Regions from separate parts of the Sus scrofa genome. Here regions 1 and 3 are each linked to region 2. A link is a contact called in public Hi-C and HiChIP or PLAC-seq data. All regions are on one chromosome and are shown on one strand. The core of a region is the stretch at or near the end of the contact, and the rest is flanking DNA. Distances in the headings are between cores, read along the strand shown. Region 1 holds the start of HSPA9 (stress-70 protein, mitochondrial). Region 2 holds the start of CTNNA1 (catenin alpha-1). Region 3 holds the start of EGR1 (early growth response protein 1).

What was found. Hi-C and Micro-C count contacts between places; a contact is called where the count stands out from the background. HiChIP or PLAC-seq counts read pairs in DNA pulled down with a chosen protein or histone mark.
Region 1: a contact with region 2 is called in an H3K27ac HiChIP or PLAC-seq map of alveolar macrophages. The contact joins the promoter of HSPA9 here to the promoter of CTNNA1 in region 2. A contact is called at or near these places in 3 of 47 Hi-C or Micro-C datasets (embryonic fibroblasts, heart right ventricle and skeletal muscle) and 1 of 2 datasets of contacts at active chromatin or transcription factors (alveolar macrophages).
Region 3: a Hi-C map of liver shows a contact between it and region 2, with 3 times the contacts expected there. The contact joins the promoter of EGR1 here to the promoter of CTNNA1 in region 2. A contact is called at or near these places in 2 of 47 Hi-C or Micro-C datasets (heart right ventricle and liver).

What each region holds. Positions count from the first base shown.
Region 1 is chr2:140,530,397-140,533,492 of Sscrofa11.1, forward strand. It overlaps HSPA9 (stress-70 protein, mitochondrial), which reads right to left and starts at 1,768. Exons shown (of 17, transcript XM_005661695.3): 1 at 1,268-1,768. The coding sequence starts at 1,348. LOC110259501 (a long non-coding RNA gene) reads left to right here and starts at 1,775. Exons shown (of 3, transcript XR_002341934.1): 1 at 1,775-1,897.
Region 2 is chr2:140,681,499-140,684,803 of Sscrofa11.1, forward strand. CTNNA1 (catenin alpha-1) reads left to right here and starts at 1,278. Exons shown (of 18, transcript XM_003123988.6): 1 at 1,278-1,422.
Region 3 is chr2:140,439,251-140,442,345 of Sscrofa11.1, forward strand. EGR1 (early growth response protein 1) reads left to right here and starts at 1,579. Exons shown (of 2, transcript XM_003123974.6): 1 at 1,579-2,773. The coding sequence starts at 2,467.

The sequences.
Region 1 (3,096 bases), core at 518-3,017, 150 kb before region 2:
CTACATATGAAAATTTAGACCTATTTTTAATTATTTCTCTAAAAAACACATGAAAGCTTGAATCTTTCATTCTGTTAACTGAGTGGCTACCATGTATAAGGTATACTGAAATGATAAAGTATTTCATGTATGAGACATTAAAACAAGTTCAGTAAAGGATAAATTTACCAAGTAAGTCAGATATAAAATAAAAAGACATAAAGTCTTGAGTTACATTACCAAAGACTCCCTCAATCTTGGCATTACTGATTTTGAACAAAATCTTTATTGGGATCTGGAATGTTCTGTGTACTATAGGATGTCTAGCAGCATCCAGGGCCTTTACAACTACAGTTTAGTAGCATCATGGCTACTCAAGTTGTGACAACCAAAATTATCACCAAACATTACCAAATATCCCGTGGGAAAGCAAAAACGCAGTACAAAATACTACTCAATATTACTCAATTTTAGAAGCAGTGTTTTCCCCAAGTCTCACTTAAGTGTGTGTTGCAGATATGTATTTAACTTACTCCGACATTTCCCCTGAGTTCCAAGCAACTAGTTTAAGGCAACGTGAATTAATAATCTTGCCCTCAGTTTAAGGGGAAAAAAAAAATCTGCCAGGCCCCAAATCAGGACCACCTTTACCCAACCTAAGTGAAAACAGACAATTCTTGTTCCACTAAAACGTCTATTTTTGGTCTTACACGATAATAAACAATCACTCCATAGCCTTATCCTGATTTGAGCTTTTCTTCCGAAATAATGGAAAACAGTCCTACGGTAAGGGTTCTGAGAAATTAACTAACCAAATGTCTCTAAGCAAAAATAAATGAGACTGATTTTTAATTTACCGCTTAAGGACTTTTTCTTTCTTCGTTACGTCATAGGAGAGAAGTCCTTGAACGGTCTGTATCTTACAGAGAACAATTATCTTTCTACTTATAGATGGAAACCAAAGCCAAAATAACGATTCCGTCCCAATAAACTACGTCCCTCAACCTCAACACCAAAACTGTCTAATCCATCTCAAAAGTTAAAAAGGCCACAATTCTTTATTCCGTGGAATTAAAAAAAAAAAAAGAGGTGTGACTCAGCAGGACCTGAGACAGGAAGGCAAAATCCTGAAATAAGCTTTGAACGCGCAGCCCTGACTACCGAAAAAGGCCCGTTATTTGTAGTCTCTCCTCATCTTTCCCGGAGGATTCTGACCCCGGAGGCCGCGCCATGCCTCACTGAGTCCCCAGGCCGTGAGCCCGACGGGGAAGGCCCGGCAGTTCCATACCTGGTGGCGAGCGGCAGTGGGGCCCCGGGAGGCTGCAGCACCAACAAGACGGGCTGTTGCGGCTCGGCTGGCACTTATCATGCTGCTAAATGGTAGGAAGAACAAACTGCAAACTACGCGCTCGGAAGGATGAGAGCTGCGCGGCGCGGGGGTGCAGCGCTTCTGGAAACCTCCAACCACGTGGGGTGGGGGGCGGGGGTTGATCACTGCCCCCCGAAAGCCCGCTCTTCCGCTGAGGCGTCTCCTGCGCTGCCTGATCGGAGAATACCTGAACGCCGCTTCCGGAATCAGGGCCTATGGCTAAAACGCTTCGTAGCATGATAGTTAGGGAAGCTGTGTCCTTCCGTGCCGGCTGCGGTAGATCTGGGATCAGCGAGAGACAAGGAGGCTAAGAGAAGGAAAAGGCAGATCGTTGGACAACCCCGGTCCTCGGTGGCAGGAAAGACTCAAGGTCACACGGGATAGATTAGGAACAGATTACAGTCTCCTTGCGTCAGTTGCGTGAGAGGAGGGGTCTGTTGCGCCTGCGCAACTGGCTGCCCTCTAAGGGCCTGGAGCGCATGTGCGGAGGGAGTGGCGGAAAACGGGGGTGGAGTCTGACTTCAGCATTCATAGGATGCTCCAGCTCACGTGAGTTTGGCGGTAGCGTTGCACCGGGAAGCTGGCCAGTACAAACGCCCCGCTCGAGTTGACGTTTTTCGCCTCAGGGACAGCGCCATTTTGTCCCAGGCGTTCAGTGTAACCCTTGGGCTTAAAACCTTTGTTGCCCAACTTTATTCTTTGTCCATCTTTTGGCTGCCGGTTATTATTCCAGTAACTTGAAATACACCTGCATATTGAGTTCTTAGATAAATTCTTGCAGTGTTTTACCGCAGGGACCATGGGTTTTGAACTACTAAATCATTCTTTCATTCACAGAGGTTTGGGACGCATTAGCCGAATTATTGTGTAGACCACTGAGAGAGAAAAAATTCCTAAACTCGGAGTCTTACCCACCCGGCTTTGCTGGGCACCGCTGAGGCGCTGAAATGGAGCAGGGCCCTCATGGGCAGAAAACTCTTTCTTGTTTGTAGGAAATAGGCTTCATTCAGTCTCCTGGGTTCCAAAGGGCAAATTTAAGCCACTGTTGATAATCAGGGAAGGGAGGGGATGCAGAAACATGGGAGGAGCAGTCAAACAATTGGGTATTTCCTGGTGGCCTAGAGGTTTAGGGCTAGGGGTTGTCACTGCTGTGGCTAGGGTTCAAGCCCAGGCACGTAGATGGGGCAGAGAGAGAAACAGTAGTGCAGCCTTAGGGCAGGTTCCTGCTTTCCCAAATTACCTGTGTAAAAGTATCCTTGAATTCTTTAGGAACTAAGCCCCCTCCCCGCTACACTCCAGGTGGAGGATGTTAACTTCAGGCTGAGCAGAAGATTCTAAAAGCACTGTAAATTTTGCCTATTAAAAACTTCTGCCCCGGAGTTCTCTGGTGGCCTAGCAATTAAGGATCTGGTCTTGTCACTGAAGCGGCTCTGACCTTTTGGTTTGTTTTGGACTCACTGTGCCTCAGAGACATGAACTTGTGTCCAGTAACAGCTCCTCAAGCCAATATCTAAACTATGTTGCTCCTGAAAGAAGGTGTGGTCCTGTAACAAGATGTCAATGACCAATCTACTGTGATAATTTTCAATTTTTTTTTTTTTCTTTTTTAAGGGCTGCACTTGTGGCATATGGAAGTTCCCAGGCTAGGGGTCAGATCTGAGCTGTAGCTGCCGGCCTGCACCATGGCCACAGGTAGGCTCCGAGGTGCGTCTGCGACCCACACCACAGCTCATGGCAATGCTGGATCC
Region 2 (3,305 bases), core at 28-2,527:
AGATGAGTATACAAAATTATGGAGCATAATCCTTTAACTATGTCTTTTGTTAGTTCAAACAAGTATTTATTGATTGAATACTATGTTCTAAGGTAGCTAAGTGTAGCTGGAGGAAGCCACAGCCACTCCATGTAGGGGAGACCACAGGAGCAAAAGCTCTGAAGATGGAAACAGCATGGACTGTGGCTGGACAAGAATGGCCTCATTAAGGTTACAGTGGGCACTTGCACCTACAGAGAGTAACTGGGCCCCGCCTAGGGGATGAGCCTTGTGCTGGGTGCTGTAGGAGATACAGCTGCTGCCCTCCAGGAGTTTGCATTTCCTGGGAAAGGGAGATTTGAGTAGAAAAAGGTAAACATGCTGAGGGCAGGTCTCCCTAGCACCCTGTTCAGAGCTCAGCCCAAAACGAACAGTGGATACTGCTGTCATGCATAATTTTGGACTTAATAGACCAGTGCAGAAATCAACTCGTTCGTCATCCCATGATGGAGAAGGAAGTCATACCAGACTGAGAGTGTAGTATTTTTGGTTTTGTTTTGTGGTTTTTGGGGGGAGCGTTCAGTAGAAAGATAAGGAAGGAAGAGTGGGAATGAAATTCCCTAAATGGCCAGAGGGATAGGGATAGAAGCCAGGTCCTTCAAATGTGCGTGTGTGGGGAGGGGGACAATCTCAGGAGGTGATGCTCCTGTCACAAGCCTCTTGTTCTCCATCAGGAAGGCTGTTGGGTTTACCCATCTGTCAAGCGACCGGCTGAGTTGGGTGATTGCTAGGAGGCTTTCCCATCGCACATTATGAGGTCCCTGGAATTGGATTCGAGTTGCACTCTGCCTCAAGGTGTGAGGCTTCAGTTTTTCCTTCCGTAAAGCCAGGGAATGGGCCTGGAGCTCTTTTCTGGAAGCCTGTGCCCCGGGAACACCTGTGGCACTCGGAAGTCTGCGCCGCCGGGCCGCCGGGTCCCAGGGGCATCAGCGGGAGGTGGGGCCAGAGCGGGCGGTGCCCGGAGACTCACCTGTGCGCCGCGCGCTGACTCACCTGCCCTCCCCAGCTGGCGGGCTGTTCCAGGCACCCGCGCTCCTCCCTCCGCTCGGGGGTGGGGGTCTCTCCCGGCCAGAGTGCCCACTAGGGGCTTGGCAAGAAGAACCTCGAGGGTCAGGGGCAGAGAGCAAGAGGGCCTCTGGGGGGTCCGGGCCTGGCGGACCAGGCGCTCCGGGTCAGGGGCCACCCTGGCCAGCGGGGTGGCAGCGGGAGGCGCCGGGAAGAGCGCGCCGGAGGGAGGTGCCGGGAAGGGCGGGCGGGGCCCGGGACGCGGGGCGGGGGCGCCGGGCGGCCCATTTCCTCCCTGGAGCCGGACAGGGGCAGACAAAGCGGCGGCCGTTGGCTTCGGGCCTCGGGAATCTTCCTGCCTCGCCTCGCTCGCCGCAGGTAATTGCCTTCGCGCGGGTGTGGGCGCCCCTCGCTGGGCAGGGGGCTCCTCGGGCGGGCGGCCCGGGCGGTCCCCTTTGCGACCCCGCCTGGCCTCGGGCTCCGGGTGGGCGCCGCTGCGGCCTCCGGCCCGCTCTCGCCGCGGGGCCCCGGGCCTGGGCCCTGGTGGAGCGGGCGGGGCCGGCGCTTACTGGCGCTCGGGAAGTTGAGGGCCCGCGGCGGCCGGAGCAGCGCGAGCGGCAGGCCCCGCGCCGCCGCGGCGCCTGCTCTCGGGAAAGTTTCTCCGGGCTTGGAAACTTTGTTCGAGTAGCCTCGGTGCGCGCGCCAGGCCCGCGCTGAGCCCGCTCGGCCGCCTTCCTCGAGGGCAAGAGTCCGTGCGTGGTTCCGCGGGCGGGCGGGCGGCGGCGTTGCGTTTTCCGGGGAAGCGAGTGAGGTCTGTGGTTTCTGGCATCGCACCCCTCCCCCCGCCACCGAAACTTGCCGGTCAGGTGGACGGGGCGGCTGCTGGGCCCGCACCCTCGCGTTCCCGGCCCGAGCGCATGTGCGAGTTTGCGTGTCCCTTTCTCGGACACAGTCTGGCTGGGAAGGGGCGCCACACCCGTGTGGACTTTTGGCGTGTACATGTGAACCTTTGTTGTGAAATTCCTCGGACTTCTGTGCTGTGTAATTGGACGCCCTGAACTCTAATTAGTTCTGGTTTGCACGAGGGACGTTGGAATCTTTTTTTTGTTGATTTCTAAAGGGGTGTGTTTGTGTGGGAGAGGGAGAGAGAGAGAGAAAGGGAGAGAGAGAGAGGGAGAAACACTTGTTGGAAAAAATGTTGTCTGAATGCCTACTAACCTTGGTGTGGCAGGAATGGCTTCCCAATAATGCAGGCGGCAGTTGGCTCCAATCCAGGACTGAAACCCTATTATGTCCCTCTGCGTCTTTGCAACATTTTTTGGTGTTTGCTTTGTACAGAATTTACAATAATCTAGAAAAGAGTAAGGTATGTTCACTCTCTAGATTATTAAGGCGTTTCTTATGTGTGTTGAAGGAAGTGATTACATCACTGTATTGTTGCAACAGGATAGGCATTTCCATGGGAGGATCGTATGTTTAGCAGTGATTTTTGAAGATTGTATAGGTGTGTGTCACTTTAGGAAAGTGTGGATTTGTAAATCACCTTAGTGAGGATGTGGTACTTTAATCCATAGCTTTTGTCCAGTGATTTACTCTTTCTGACTTTTATCAAATTACAAAAATCATTTTTATCCACTTTCTTAAGGGCCCACAGTTGATTAAGAAATAGTCTCTGCCCCAAGAACCCACCGTGTAATAGGGAAGGGACACACAGCTTGGGTGTAGTGCAAGGCCGATGGCGATATGAACCACAACAGTAATGACCAAAAACTTGTGCGTGGGTCACACCTTACGTAATAATAATGATAAGAGAAACTCGTGGAATTGTGCAGGGGGATCTAGTAAGTTTTGTTTGGATAAGACCAGAGGGCTTCCAGGAGGGGACGGGCATTTGAACTGGTTAGAGCAGCAGTGGGGTTTTGTCGGGAAGAAGCATGAAAGGGCATAAAGGCGTTTGTGGAATTGGATTATAAATCTCTCCTGGTTTTCCTTATACTTTTGGCTCTTGTTTCTTAATCTTTCTGTTGTTGTTCAAACCACTTATATCCAAGATTCTAACGTATCTCAGCCCTTCACACCACTGATGTGGCATCATTCTCCCACCACCAGTCACATCTTTTTCCAGGGGTGACCTAGAGATCGGGGTGCCCTCTCCCGGGTTGAGGATCACTTCTGTACAGTCTCCCTGTCATCAAATGTAAGCTGAAGTCCAACACTTTGTGGGCTAAAGCTAAAGCTTCTATTTTGAGTGCAGATGTCTT
Region 3 (3,095 bases), core at 329-2,828, 240 kb before region 2:
TAGGCTTTGCTTGGAGGATGAAGATGGATGGGTGAACTGTGGGCGGCCCTGTGGGTCAAAAGCCCCTGAAAATAATAATAGCCACTGTTGACTGAATGCCAAGTACAAGAGTCAAGCACTGTGATTTCAGACTTCACAGATGGCAGTCCCTGTGAAGTTTCAGTCTTCACAATAATCCTTCCATGTGGGTATCATTAGCATTAGCTCTATTTTACAATTGAAGAGAGAGTCAAAAAGCTTGGCCAAGGTAACCCACCAGGGAGTAGCAAAATGGGCATTTAGACACGACACCTGACTCTGACCCGCCCGGCCTTGCTGCCCAGCAGGAGGCCTCAGAGAGATTCATCACTCCTGCCCCTGCCCCTAATGGACCACTCCTTAAGCGGTGGGAGTGTCCCCCACCCCTGCTCTTCGACCCCTACCTCCGGAAGCTGTTTCGGTTCAAGGAGACCCTAGCTCACTCTCTTCTCTCCCAGTGTCGTCAGCACCTTCCTTCCACACACAGACTCTCTGCTTTCTTTTTAAATTCAGAAAAACACCACCTCCCCTGGATTCAGAGCTAGAGCAGGAGCCTACCGGAATCCCTGTTCTGTGTGGGGTGTGCGCTTGACGGTGGGGAGTCGGGTGAGGACGGAATGGGGAGGGCTTCTCCGTTGGTGTTTGCATGGTCCCGGGAGACCTCCGGGAACCATTCCAGCCTCCTCCCGTCCACCCCCACCTTGGCCTGGCTCGGAAAGGGGAGTGTTATCCCGCCTTGGAGGTGGCGGCTCCCCGGGGACTGCAGGGGGAGCCCGGGCTTCGGCGCCTGCTCAGTTCGCGTTCACTGCGTCTAAGGCTCCCCCGGCCTGGCGCGGCGCCCAGCACAGGAGCCGGGAGGGGGAGCAAAAAGGCGGCGGAAGAGCCCACACGGTCAGGGGCCGGGGGAACCGAGCCGGAGAGGGGACCTCCAGAGGGCAGCACCAAGCCGCTAAGGAAGTCCTCTCTTCGGGCTAGTTTGGGGTCCCCAGAGAGCCCATAGAAAAGCCTCCTTTTCAGATTCCCACACCGCCCGCCCCTCCTCCACCTGTTCCGGATAAAGGTGGGAAAGTCTCCCATTATCACAAGGACCACTAGCTCCTGGTGTGAACAGGACTCAGGTCTCTCCAGGGGTAACCAGTTTCCTTCGTCCAGCCACCCAAACGTGGGCTTTTCCCCAGCAGGGACGAGAAACAGTCTTTCGGTTCTGATGGCGCAGAGGGATCCCCAGGCCCCAACAGCCCCAGCCCATTGGCAGATGGAGGAGAAGCAGGTGGCCGCCGCACCGCACCTTACTGCCCAGGAACCCAGGAACCATCTGCTGTTATTTCCTAGCCTCAACTTCCCCAGCGACACCTGGAAAGGCGCCGTGCCATTGGCCGAGGCTGGGGGTCAGGGCCCCGCCTTTCCTGGGCGGCCTCTGCCCCGGCCAGCACAGCCGCTCCTCCCCTTCTCTCCCGCCCGGCTCCCACGGTCCCAGAGGTGGGCGGGTGAGCCCTGGATGACGGCACGAGAACCCCAGTCCGACTCGCCTTCGCCCCCGCCCCGGGCCCGGGCTTTCCCAGCCCAGTCCTCGCCGAGGAGCCGCGGTGCGCCTAGCGCTCCGCTCCCCGAACCCCCCCAGCCTGGGTGTCCCCGGCTCTTGCGCGAGTTGGGCTCCCGGCTTGGAACCAGGGAGGAGGGAGGGCGCCAGGGAACAGCAAGCAGCGACCCGGAAACGCCATATAAGGAGCAGGAAGGATCCCCCGCCGGAACCACCCTTATTTGGGCAGCGCCTTATTTGGAGCGCCCCGATATGGCCTGGCTGCTTCCGGCTCCGGGAGGAGGGAAGAAGGCGGAGGGAAGGGGCGGGGGCAAGGCCGGGGAGTTTCGGAGCAGCTTGAGTCCGGGAGTTCTCAGCTGCGGCTTGGGTGCTAAGCTTCCTCGAAGCCGTGGCACCTCGGGTGCGGGAGCCGGCATGAGGCCCGAGGTGCGGGATGGCGGTGCCCACGGCTCTCGGAGAGGGGCCTTCGCGTCACTCCGGGTCCTCCCGGCCGGTCTTGCCATATTAGGGCTTCCTGCTTCCCATATATGGCCATGTACGTCACGACGGAGGCGGGTCCGTGCCGTTCCAGACCCTTCAAATAGAGGCGGATCCGGGGAGTCGCGAGAGATCCCAGCGCGCAGAACTTGGGGAGCCGCCGCCGCCGCCGCCGACAGCTGCCGCCGCCGCCGCCGCCGACAGCTGCCGCCACCGCCGAAAGACCGGCCCCTACCCCAGCCTCGGTAGCAGCGCCGCGGCTACACCGGCCGGCGGCGAGGGCGAGCCTGCAGACCCCACCTGCGCTTTCCACAGTGTGCACCGCGCCCCGCATGTGACCTGGCCAGGCCCCCGAGAGGTGTCCCCCGCAGCTCCAGCCCCAGGCTGCGCCCACCCGCCCCAACACCAGCTCTCCAGCCCGCCGGTTCGGGATGGCGGCAGCCAAGGCCGAGATGCAGCTGATGTCCCCACTGCAGATCTCCGACCCCTTCGGCTCCTTTCCACATTCGCCCACCATGGACAACTACCCTAAGCTGGAGGAGATGATGCTGCTGAGCAATGGGGCTCCCCAGTTCCTCGGTGCCGCCGGAGCCCCCGAGGGCAGCGGCGGTAACAGCAACAGCAGCAGCAGCAGCGGGGGCGGTGGAGGTGGAGGGGGCAGCAGCAACAGCAGCAGCAGCAGCGCCTTCAACCCTCAGGGGGAGGCGGGCGAGCAGCCCTACGAGCACCTGACCGCAGGTAAGCTGTGGCCTATGCCGAGGGCTAGCCCCCTGCCCCACCATCCTGGCATCTGGTCCTGCCCCACGGCTTTTGTAGCGCGCCCTTCACCGCAGCAGTGCTCCCGTGTCTCAGGGATGCAAGTGGGGTTTCCCTTCCTTTCCTCGCATCCCCAGGGTTCTATGTTAGAGGGATGTCTGGGGGCATCCACCTCCACCCCCATCCTCGGCGTCCTTAGCGGTGCGCAGAGGAGCCAGCTTTTGTTTTGGATGGAGAGCTGCGGGGTTGCGTGGGTGGGTGGAGATGGGGGAGGGCTTGTTTTGACGAGCCAGGCTGCGCCCCC